2 separate regions of the Ostrinia nubilalis genome follow, and region 2 is linked to region 1. The links are chromatin contacts, called in public Hi-C maps. All regions are on one chromosome and are shown on one strand. The core of a region is the stretch at or near the end of the contact, and the rest is flanking DNA. Distances in the headings are between cores, read along the strand shown.

Region 1 (5,009 bases), core at 685-3,184:
TCAGGTGCATGCAGCTACAACAATTATTATTATAAAAAAAACGCGTTTTCTGTCATTTACGAGTATACCCAGAATCACGCGATTCATAAAAATCATTTTCTAAGGCTGAGATGCACCACCTAACTTTAACCGTGACTATAACGATAACCGGTGTTTTTTGTATGGGGTTTGACACATTTTTGACGTTTGTTAAATGTATGAGATGGTGCAACCCAGCTGAATATGTTTGCATAAAACTTATTGCTTTTCTCATCAGAAGTTTTAATCTCGAAGGGGTTTACAGCCGAAATGACTTATCGCTATCAGCGGAGAGACGTCGCGATTCCCAGTATCCAATAGGAATCCAAATAAAACGCCATGCCTCCGTGATTTACGCTCGAGAAAAATAAAACGACTTCCCCGAAGGGATGGTATTCGAATATCCGAATGTTGGACGTAATTTGGCATAGCAACGCCAATATCTCCCCAAATGTTTGACAAAATCTCTCATGTTTTCAGGTATCACTTTGATAAGTTTTATTATGATTGCCTCACGATCTTATTGCTTCACAGCTGATAACAATGTTATCAAAATATGTGTAGGTGTAACATATAACAATAATAGTAATTATTAGTAAGCAATTTGATGTGTTGTTGTACAACACATGTTAAGGCCTAATGTGCACTATACGCAAAAATTCTGCGTATGAGTTGTATTGTATGTTACTAACTTCTATACCATTTTAAAAGGTTATTAAAAGATTTTCAATGCTGATTAGTTTTTAAATAACATTTCCGCTATTTATACATTTATTAAAAAACATTTATGCTAATTAATTTCATATTAATGGGAAAATTTGCAGTTAAACTGCTCAATGGCATTATTAATGGCTTAACTAACTTTATAACCTTTTAAAGAACTCCCGAAATGAAACTTTAGCTGACTACATGCCAACCTTGTCTGCCGATTATGCTAATTAAATTACTAAGCATTTTTTTTGGGAAATTATATGTCGATATTTATATTAAAGTAGAGAGTGTCCTAGTATATCTTTTAAACCTTAGCTTGGCCACGGTCAGTGAAGAAGTGCTCTCGGTCTCTCGGATACTGAGAAGGACCTTTCACCGATCTGTTCCTGATCCAGATTAGATGGAGTACTTATGATATTCGGTGTCCAATATGGAACGAGTTTCTGTCTCGGGTATCCGTGGCTGGTGGAGAGCAAGAGAAGGTTGGTCTCCCCTAACCAGAGGTGAGTAAATAAATCGATGGTTTGGGCTTCTTTCGAAAACTGATTCCAACATTATTGACACTTCTGGTTTGTGGCGAAAATCCTGCAGTCCCGACATTAATTAAACTGGATAATGCAGTGTTTTTCTAGTGGGTAACCTATACCTCTTCAATTTTGAGAATTTCTAAATTAGGTACGTACTAAGTAGTGGTCGAAATTCACACCAAAAAGAACTCTATGACTTGAATCTGCTACGTTTTATTTAACTAATCTCTGGTTTATTGTCAAACTTTACTTCTCATAAAATATACAAATCTAAGCAATAAAAAACCGCAAACGAGAGAATCTCTTGCCTTTAATCCCATAAATATTTTGATCCTTCAATTTAAATTGCTAATTTGATTAAAATAAAAAGATTATGTTTTATTTTATTTACATACACAGAATACCACCAAACCAAACCATTTATGTCCTGTCACTTTAACAACAACATACCAAAGCTTTCCTGTTTGAAACTTAATCCATACTTTAATTGATGTTTATTCAAATCTAGTAACGGTATAAACATATCAACAAACTAAAGAGCTTTCGAGATCCACAAATTCGTGATATTCCAACTTCTGCCGTGATAAATCGCGAATGGCATATTTACCTGAAATCACGTGGCCGGCAACCGCACACTGGCACAAAACACACTAGTCAGTACCACAGTTAAATATGCTTTGGAATGTTTTGGTGTAGTTTTGCGATAGTTTTAATTGATAAAAGTTTCGCCGGCGCGCGCGGTCGCGGAATGAACGACGCGACTGCCCCCCACGGAATACGGATTCACACTGCCTTGCCTGCGAGGTGCGAGCCGAAACCGTGAAATTGTTTTCACTTCAGCAATGGCTTCATTGCTAGGTCTATGGTAGGACTGTGATATCATAGTACCTATTGTAATAACTTTTAACTTCCTTGGTTTAGGTTTTCGTGGACTCTACATTTTCATCAGGCGACTAATGTCGATCATGCTCATACGGTTTTACGGAGTTCGTGGACTTTAAACATCAAACATTCTAAATATTTTGCATTTCAAGCATTTTTTTGCCATTCGAAGAAATAATGAATAAATGAATAGGTAGGTATCTAATGTAGCTAGTTGTTCATAATACATACATACATGACAAGTATTACAGTACTGTCCTTATAAAATTTTGAATTTTATAAGTCACTGACATAATTTCGTAGAATCTAATATCCAAAATCATTGCGAAATACCACACTAGACCCACGTAGATAGTGTATCAATGCGTATACCCATAAGAATTATAGTACAAGTAAACATGGTCATGAAAATGTATGCGGATTGCGGGTAGACCATGAATACATCCGTCCGGATGTTTACTATTGTGATATGAAAATGATATTCCCATTTGAATACGCAATCCAGATCGACCCTTCAAGGACTGCTCGTGATGTCTGCACAAGAATATAATTTAATTTATTCATAGCCATGACGTCAGAGTATAAGCATTCAGGTCGCCATATTTTGCATTCAACTTAACTAAGAATACCTATGCGTATCTTATGTTCTGATATACCTACTCGTACACAGTATTTTTCAAAAGAAATATTTTAGGTATGTAAGAGAGAGAGAGAGCAATTTATGAAATTTAGTGATGCGTATCAAAAGTAAAATGAAAATCGGGGAGTTTGAGTATAGAATTTTCAACGTAAAAAAATATCCGGAAACAAATTTTTCCGCTTACTATGGACTACTTTCAAATGTATCGAGATTGCTTGAGGTTCTTACCTCCAACTTACTATTGTAATAAGAAAAATAGAAAAAGTTTACATACATTTAATTTTTTTACATATTTTTTTTTATTATACAATGGTAACGTCAGTTAACTTTAAAAAACGTGGACGTCACGTATCGTCGTATTTTTATGAGCTATGGCAGTCACATCGAAAGTAAAGGCATATTCCTTCATTGAATTTTCAGCCTTATTTCCTGGCTATTTTCCTTTCATTAAAAAATAACTTCTGGATGTAGAGAAAGACAATTGACAATATTTTTGTGTCTACCAAGTAGGTCTTTGTCTGACTTATTTGCGTAGAGCCAGCTGATGTAGCTTGGAATGTGCCACGGTATTCGCCTACGTAACTGTTATCGCCATAGATAACGAGAGTCCCACTAATATCTGATTTCACGCGCTATCGGGAGGCGCCTGTACGAGGAAGGATTAACGTCACATATTGTGAAACAGTGGCTGTATAGTGTGTACTTTGAACGATGATTGTGGATATTTATACTTAGGATTAGCTCTAGCTTGGGTATTAAAAATAAAAGGAGTACCTATACCTAAGTAATTAGTAGAAAATTGTTTTAACCAGTCGGAGATTTCCCGAATAAAAGGAATTTACATATAACAATTATATAGATTATAGAGTCTACAGTAGGTAATCTCAAACTCTATCTAAATACATAACTGACTGGCATAGTGATCTATCAACGCACAGTCCAAACCACTAGACGGCTCGGGCTGAAATTTGGCATGTAGGTAGATGTTATGACGTAGGCTTAGGATTTTACGAAACTCCACCCCTAAGGGGGTAAAACGGGATCCACGCGTACGAAGTCGCGGGCGGCCGCTAGTCTATTATAAATATACAGGTGTTTTATAATGTAGTTTCGTCTAATTGATCATTAGACTTTTAAACATTTGCATGTTTATTAGGTCTAAGTAGATTTTGAAATAATAACAACACCTTACTTTATAGGTACTCAATTTATTAACTAGTTTTCCTAATTTATATCTGTCACATAAAGAGTTTATCGTGCGTAATGTAATCCATAGGAACTGGTTTACCAAATATGAATTTGCAAATCTCTAATTTCAGAAAGGATGGATTAGCCACATAATCTTGAATTTAATTCTAATTTGATTTACGACATACTGGTTAAGACACTTTCACATGAAGCATCAAAATGTGTTTTCTCTGTATCCTATTTGTCAAGTTCATTCAACCTGTAAACTCGTCAATACTGCGAACTTATTAAGCTCTCATCTCAAAACTCCTAGCTTTTATCTTTTTGATACCAGTACAATACCCACTTCGTGATGCATTTATGATAAAGTGCGTTAAGTAAGTACCTACGAGTATAATACAAAAACAAAAGAATATCATATTGAAAATTCAAGCAAACGTTTTGTAAATAAAGTTCAAATTTTTTATATATTGTTTGTGCTCCAGTCGTTGCAAATAAACGAAAGCTAACCAAGAGGCACATAATCCGGATAATAAAGGACAATGGGCAAAATGGTACCCGGCTCCAATAGATATGAGTCTAGTATCGTTTGAAAGGTCTTACCAAGATGAACAACTTTTACTATGACCACCAGCCTCAGATCTGGTTGTGTACGAAGATATACATATTTTTTTGCAGAATGGTACCCGGCTCCAATAGTAATGTTTGTAGTGTCATTTGAAAGGTCTTACCAAGACGAACAACATTTACTATGGCCACCAGCCTCAGATCTGGTTGCGTTCGAAGATAAAGATACTTTTTGTGTAACCTAAGTATCATACAGTATGAAGGGGGACGCACTCGGGGCAGGGCACCGACGAGATGGTCGGACGCGGTGAGGAAGACGGTGGGCGGGAGTTTGCATCGTGCGGTCCACACAGCTTATGACCGCAGTCTGTGGAGGAACACTATCTGTGGTCGCGATCCTCATCAGTGAGGGAGGAAGAGACCGAGGAAGAAAAAGAAGAAGTATCATACGTGTCCATCGTATGGTACTTAGGTTA
Region 2 (5,009 bases), core at 1,098-3,597, 160 kb before region 1:
TACTTGATTGAATAATCATAATAGTCATTATGATTTCATTGGAGGAGGCCTATGTTCAGCAGTGGACGTCCTATGGCTAAAAATAATGATGAATAAATGAGGTTTTCGACATTCACGTTTTATCTTAGCATTAAATATGACAACTTTTAGAAATTAAACCCTTTTTAAGTTGCGTAACAAAAGTCTAATGCAAGTATTCGTACATAGATTGGCAACATACACTACGTTTACACTACGGATTTTCTACTAGAGCGCTTACGAGTGGGTAATCAGGCGACTAATGACTACTCAAGTAATATTAGTCCTGTCCCTAATTCCATTACAAATGGACTAAGAAGTCGTAATAGCAGCTTATGTTCAAACGCTGACATAAATCATGATCTTGTTAGCACAAGATACACAATGTTTGGTAGAGTCGGTAATTCAATGAAACTGATTTAGGTTCCCATTAATCTTATAGAAATAACATGAAGAAATAACAACTTGAAGAGTGTTAATATAGAATACGGTAACATAAACATAACATAAGATAAGATATACATAAAATAATATCTCTTTAATTATTTTCTTAGTTTTTTCAAAATCAAAAAATGGATAAAGATTTTTCTTTTTGTTTTCTTTAATAATTGACGAAAATCCTTGGTGTAAATTCCTATTGGAAATTGATGACTTTAGAGCAGTAGTATATAATTTTATTATAATGGTTTTTTTCCCGAAGAAATATATGGTTTTTAGGGTTTTTGACCAATTTTTTCGACAGAAGTTAGCAAAAGTCGTTTGACTTATATTTCCATACCTAACGGCTCTAATATTTTTACTAAGTACATATTTCTGTATCGCCAGAGTACAGGGCAGTTGATTATGCCGGTCGCGGGTTGGCATGCGAGGGTGGTGCTAGCGTGATACGGGGATTTTATTATTATATGCTAATTGCACCGTGTTCGGAAAAAGTGCAGCATAATATACAGGGCGTTTGGCTCAGCAGCACCATTGCACAGATTGTACTTCAGTAAGCTGTATATCAGCCATATCACTACAAGTCAGTACCGAAGTAGTTTTCACTAGTAACTAAATGCAAGTGATATTTCGAAAATAAAATTTAATCAATAATTAAAAACTATTTGTACTCTCCGTAATTTTATTAGGCACAATAAAGGTAATGATATCCTATTATATGAGCGTGATAAAATACGAATTTTCATGGGCTCCATGAAAATAAAGGGCTAATCTTGATTATACTATAAAACTCGACCTCAATTTCTGACCCAAAGTCGTTAGGAATCGATAAGCAAAGCGTGTTCAGGTGACGGCATCTGAGTCTTATTTTTGTACGTAAGTTTATTTTTGAAATGGATCTAAATTGACAATGCTATTTAAAATAAACATGTCCGTTCCATTTATTAAGGCAATTGTAAATTAAGGCAAGGTTGTGTGAACATGTTTCATAAATATTTCTGAAATACAGTAAGTAGTTGCATGAAATAAATTGTACGCACTGTACAAAAGATGCAGTTCAAAGAATAAAAAAGTTGGGGTAGTTGTAAAAAATAGTTATAAATTAGTGTCAAAATGTTGCTCTTACTCACCAGCAGTGTTATTTCCTTCGTCGGACTTTCGTTCAGCTGATTAAATTAAATTTCTAAGTTGATTCAGAATGTTACATTGTGGTGCGATAAAACATCCATTTGAAATGTATTTTTTATGACAGTAATCAATGATAATACTACTACTAATGATAGAAGAATAAAAAAGATGAAATAACACTGTAAAAAAAAGTAAAGTAAAACGTCAATCTGTACAACAAAAGCACTAGATGAAAATATGCTAACACCCTGCAAACACATACTTTGCACCACGTTTCAATTCGCGTTTACAAATAAACTACGTATTTAGCATGCAAGACATTCACTAGAACGACATTGTAAATGGTTCGGGCGTACTTTATAGAATTTCGCATAACCTTAATGACCACCGTAAACTAGGGCATTACAAACAGCGAATGGACACAATTCTTAAGATTAAAACAAAATGAGTCTTTTTTCTCAAACTCTACATTCTGACAGAACACTTTTGGTGGCGGCATTTACCCAACTATCACGATTATGATATGTTAATCTTTCACTATAATTTAAAAATAAAAATCCATTATAATGCGTATGTTTTTGAAACTGGCCAGTGTTCTATCACATTTTTTTTAAACAGATTATAAAATAATGGTGGTCGCTTGTCACCTGGTATGTCATCGGTCATGGCGGCGGCGAGTGGCTAACGGACGGGCATCGCTCGCGTGGGGCGGCCGGCCGCGGGACGACGACTGACCAACACGTGCCACCCTCGCCACCGCCGTTTGTTTACCACGAAATTATACCGCTGGAAAAGAAAAATGGTCTTGCCAGTAAAAATACTTACCAATATTCATAACTTATATTATGTCGAGAACCATTTATGAAACGGGACCCATTTCATTTTGTAAGGAAAATTCGCGCATAAGTTCGTCCATTGTGTTAGTGTGCCAATTTTAAATATAAAAAAAACTGACGTAACGTCAGGTTTTTCTCTTAGAAAACAAAATTTGAATTTAGAATCGTATATTCTTATTTTCAGCTGTCAATTGATTTATGTTGCCAGTCAAATCACGAGGATAAAAGAAGGTAGTTAAGAAAATAAAGGAAAGTTTCCTTGACACAACCGTCAGTATTGATAGAAATGCTCTAGAAATATGTCGATATGTTGTGTGTTACGGTTTTGTCCATTTTAAGCTTGTAGAACGATAACAATTAATGGTGCTTTGTGGCTTAATTGTGATATTTGTGTGTGAAATGTGTGTAGTGCAATGTTGGTAAGAAAAGATATAATCGAGAAGAGAGAAATAAGTACGAGGAATGTCTCAACCAGCTGGTCTGGTAAGTGAAATATTGTCTGTACATTTTACTTTTGTTGTGAAATATTAGAAATTCCATAAGTTTTAATTCCTTGTTGAATGTTATTGTTGTAGTAAGAGGTAACTATAGCTATGAGAGTGACCGCTACTATTCGATAGAACTAATTTCGTAAACCGATAGCGTAATGAAAGATAGGAAATCATTGCTACGATGTGAGTGAATGGTTTATCTTTTTGTATAGGTACTCGTACATATTATAATTTATTGTAATAAAACACATTTTGGTAAAAAAACATGAATTTTTCAAAAGCACAGCCGTAAATAACGTGATTTGGTGTGATTTTATTTAAAACATAGATTTTTCAGAAAGGCCTAATGTACTTACCCATAATTTACATTTAGTACTGCATCAGAAATTCATAAATTCGACATTTAATAACTTATATTGATCATAAGCCATCAGCTGACTACTAAGGCTGAGTTGCACCACCTAACTTTGACCGTAACTATAACGATAACCGGCGATTTTTGTATGGAGTTTGACAGATTTTTGACGTTTGTCAAAGTTAAAGTAAGATGGTGCAACCCAGCCTAACTATAATAACCGGAATAGATTACAATCGTATGTAGGTTACCTATTACATTATGTCACTGTAAATGTAATACATTTCGTGGAATAATATTATAAGTAAACAACGTATGAAAATAGTATTATGTTGTAGAAAATTTGATTTCCATGCGATTTGAAATTATTCTATTCTTGGCCGCTTCCGCCTGTCGAGGTTACGTCGCTGCCACAATGCGCGATGACTCTCAGACTGCCGAGTTTTCGCCCTTATGGTCATAGATTTAAGGGGGAGGGTGAATTGCAGGTTCCTACTACTTATCCCTTTATTACGGCCTCGGGGACACGTCATAATGCCATTGATTGATTATAGTGCGGTGACGTCACGGCGCACTTGCACTCGCAATCATTCCAGAGGCGCCTTGACCTTAATCGATCAAGATTAACTTTGTTTTTGAACCAATTACCTGCATACGTGTACACTTATGTACTTAAGTCTGTTAGACTATTCCCCCTTTGAATGCTGAGGGGAAGGCAATTGCGAACTTAAACAGCTATCTAATGGAGCAGTTTTGGCTAGACTCCAAATTACAATTTAGTAGTAGTGGTGTGTAGTAGTTTTAATTAAAAATATACATAATTGCATTTACATTTTAACAAGGTAGATGTGTCTTTCATTATTTTATATGGAGTTTGGTGCGAATTGAGTAGGTATACTTTATGATACTTTAAGTACGATTTAGATAACGTTAAACTTTGATATAAATTGCAGGACATTATTGGCAGAGGCAGCTTTCATTTTCAGTTTTTTCTTCAGTTGATTTCCAGGCGTTAAATAATTAGCTTGTTAGTTAAAAAAGGGAAACAAAAGAACTTTCCAGCTGGACAAAACTTAATAATTCTCACGAAAAGTAAAAGTGTAGAAGTCGCCCGGCAATGACGTACGCGCGCCGCGATAAATCCAAGTTCAGAAACCTTCAATTTCCTAAGTTCATTACCGCACGGGTAAACGACTTGAGTGGAATAAATTTCAGACGTCTTGGCCTTAGGGTGGCCATCAGTTCTTTACACTGTCTTTCAGTATGAGATCTACAATAAGACTAGTTTTACTCCCTTTTTTCGAACACTTGCTTGTTTGCACAACAAATACCATTAAAAATATAAAATAAAAAAAGTAAAAAGATAAAATAAGTAGGTACCTACTATAGTAATAAAATTGTAGCTCTTACCGTAGTAGTAATCGTAGCAGTGTCGTAACACCGTAGCGCTGTTACGTGTCTCGTAGTACGGACAAGATTTTCGTAGACGATTAGAACATTGTTTCTCACCTTATGATCCTGGAATGTCTGGACAAGATTTATCACCTGGGGAACCTACTTAGGCGATAGGCCTACAGCCCCTACAAGCTGGCGATAAGCAAGAAAATCCTTTATGCATATTTAATCGGCCCGTTCGCGGTGGTTGCGTGAAACGAGAAATGCCAATGAACTAACGTTAGTAGCAAGTTAACCTATGTCCAGCTCAGCGCCCCGTGAGATTGTTATTTATGATAAATAATGGCT

Evidence for each region. A called contact is a pair of places that touch in the nucleus more often than the background predicts.
Region 2: a contact with region 1 is called in a Hi-C map of whole body, with 3 times the contacts expected there. The contact joins the promoter of LOC135071269 here to the promoter of LOC135071260 in region 1. A contact is called at or near these places in 3 of 5 Hi-C or Micro-C datasets (whole body and whole larva).

What each region holds. Positions count from the first base shown.
Region 1 is chr4:16,236,314-16,241,322 of ilOstNubi1.1, reverse strand. LOC135071260 reads right to left here and starts at 1,934. Exons shown (of 7, transcript XM_063965049.1): 1 at 1,864-1,934.
Region 2 is chr4:16,394,948-16,399,956 of ilOstNubi1.1, reverse strand. LOC135071269 reads right to left here and starts at 2,347. Exons shown (of 8, transcript XM_063965061.1): 1 at 2,232-2,347. The coding sequence starts at 2,250.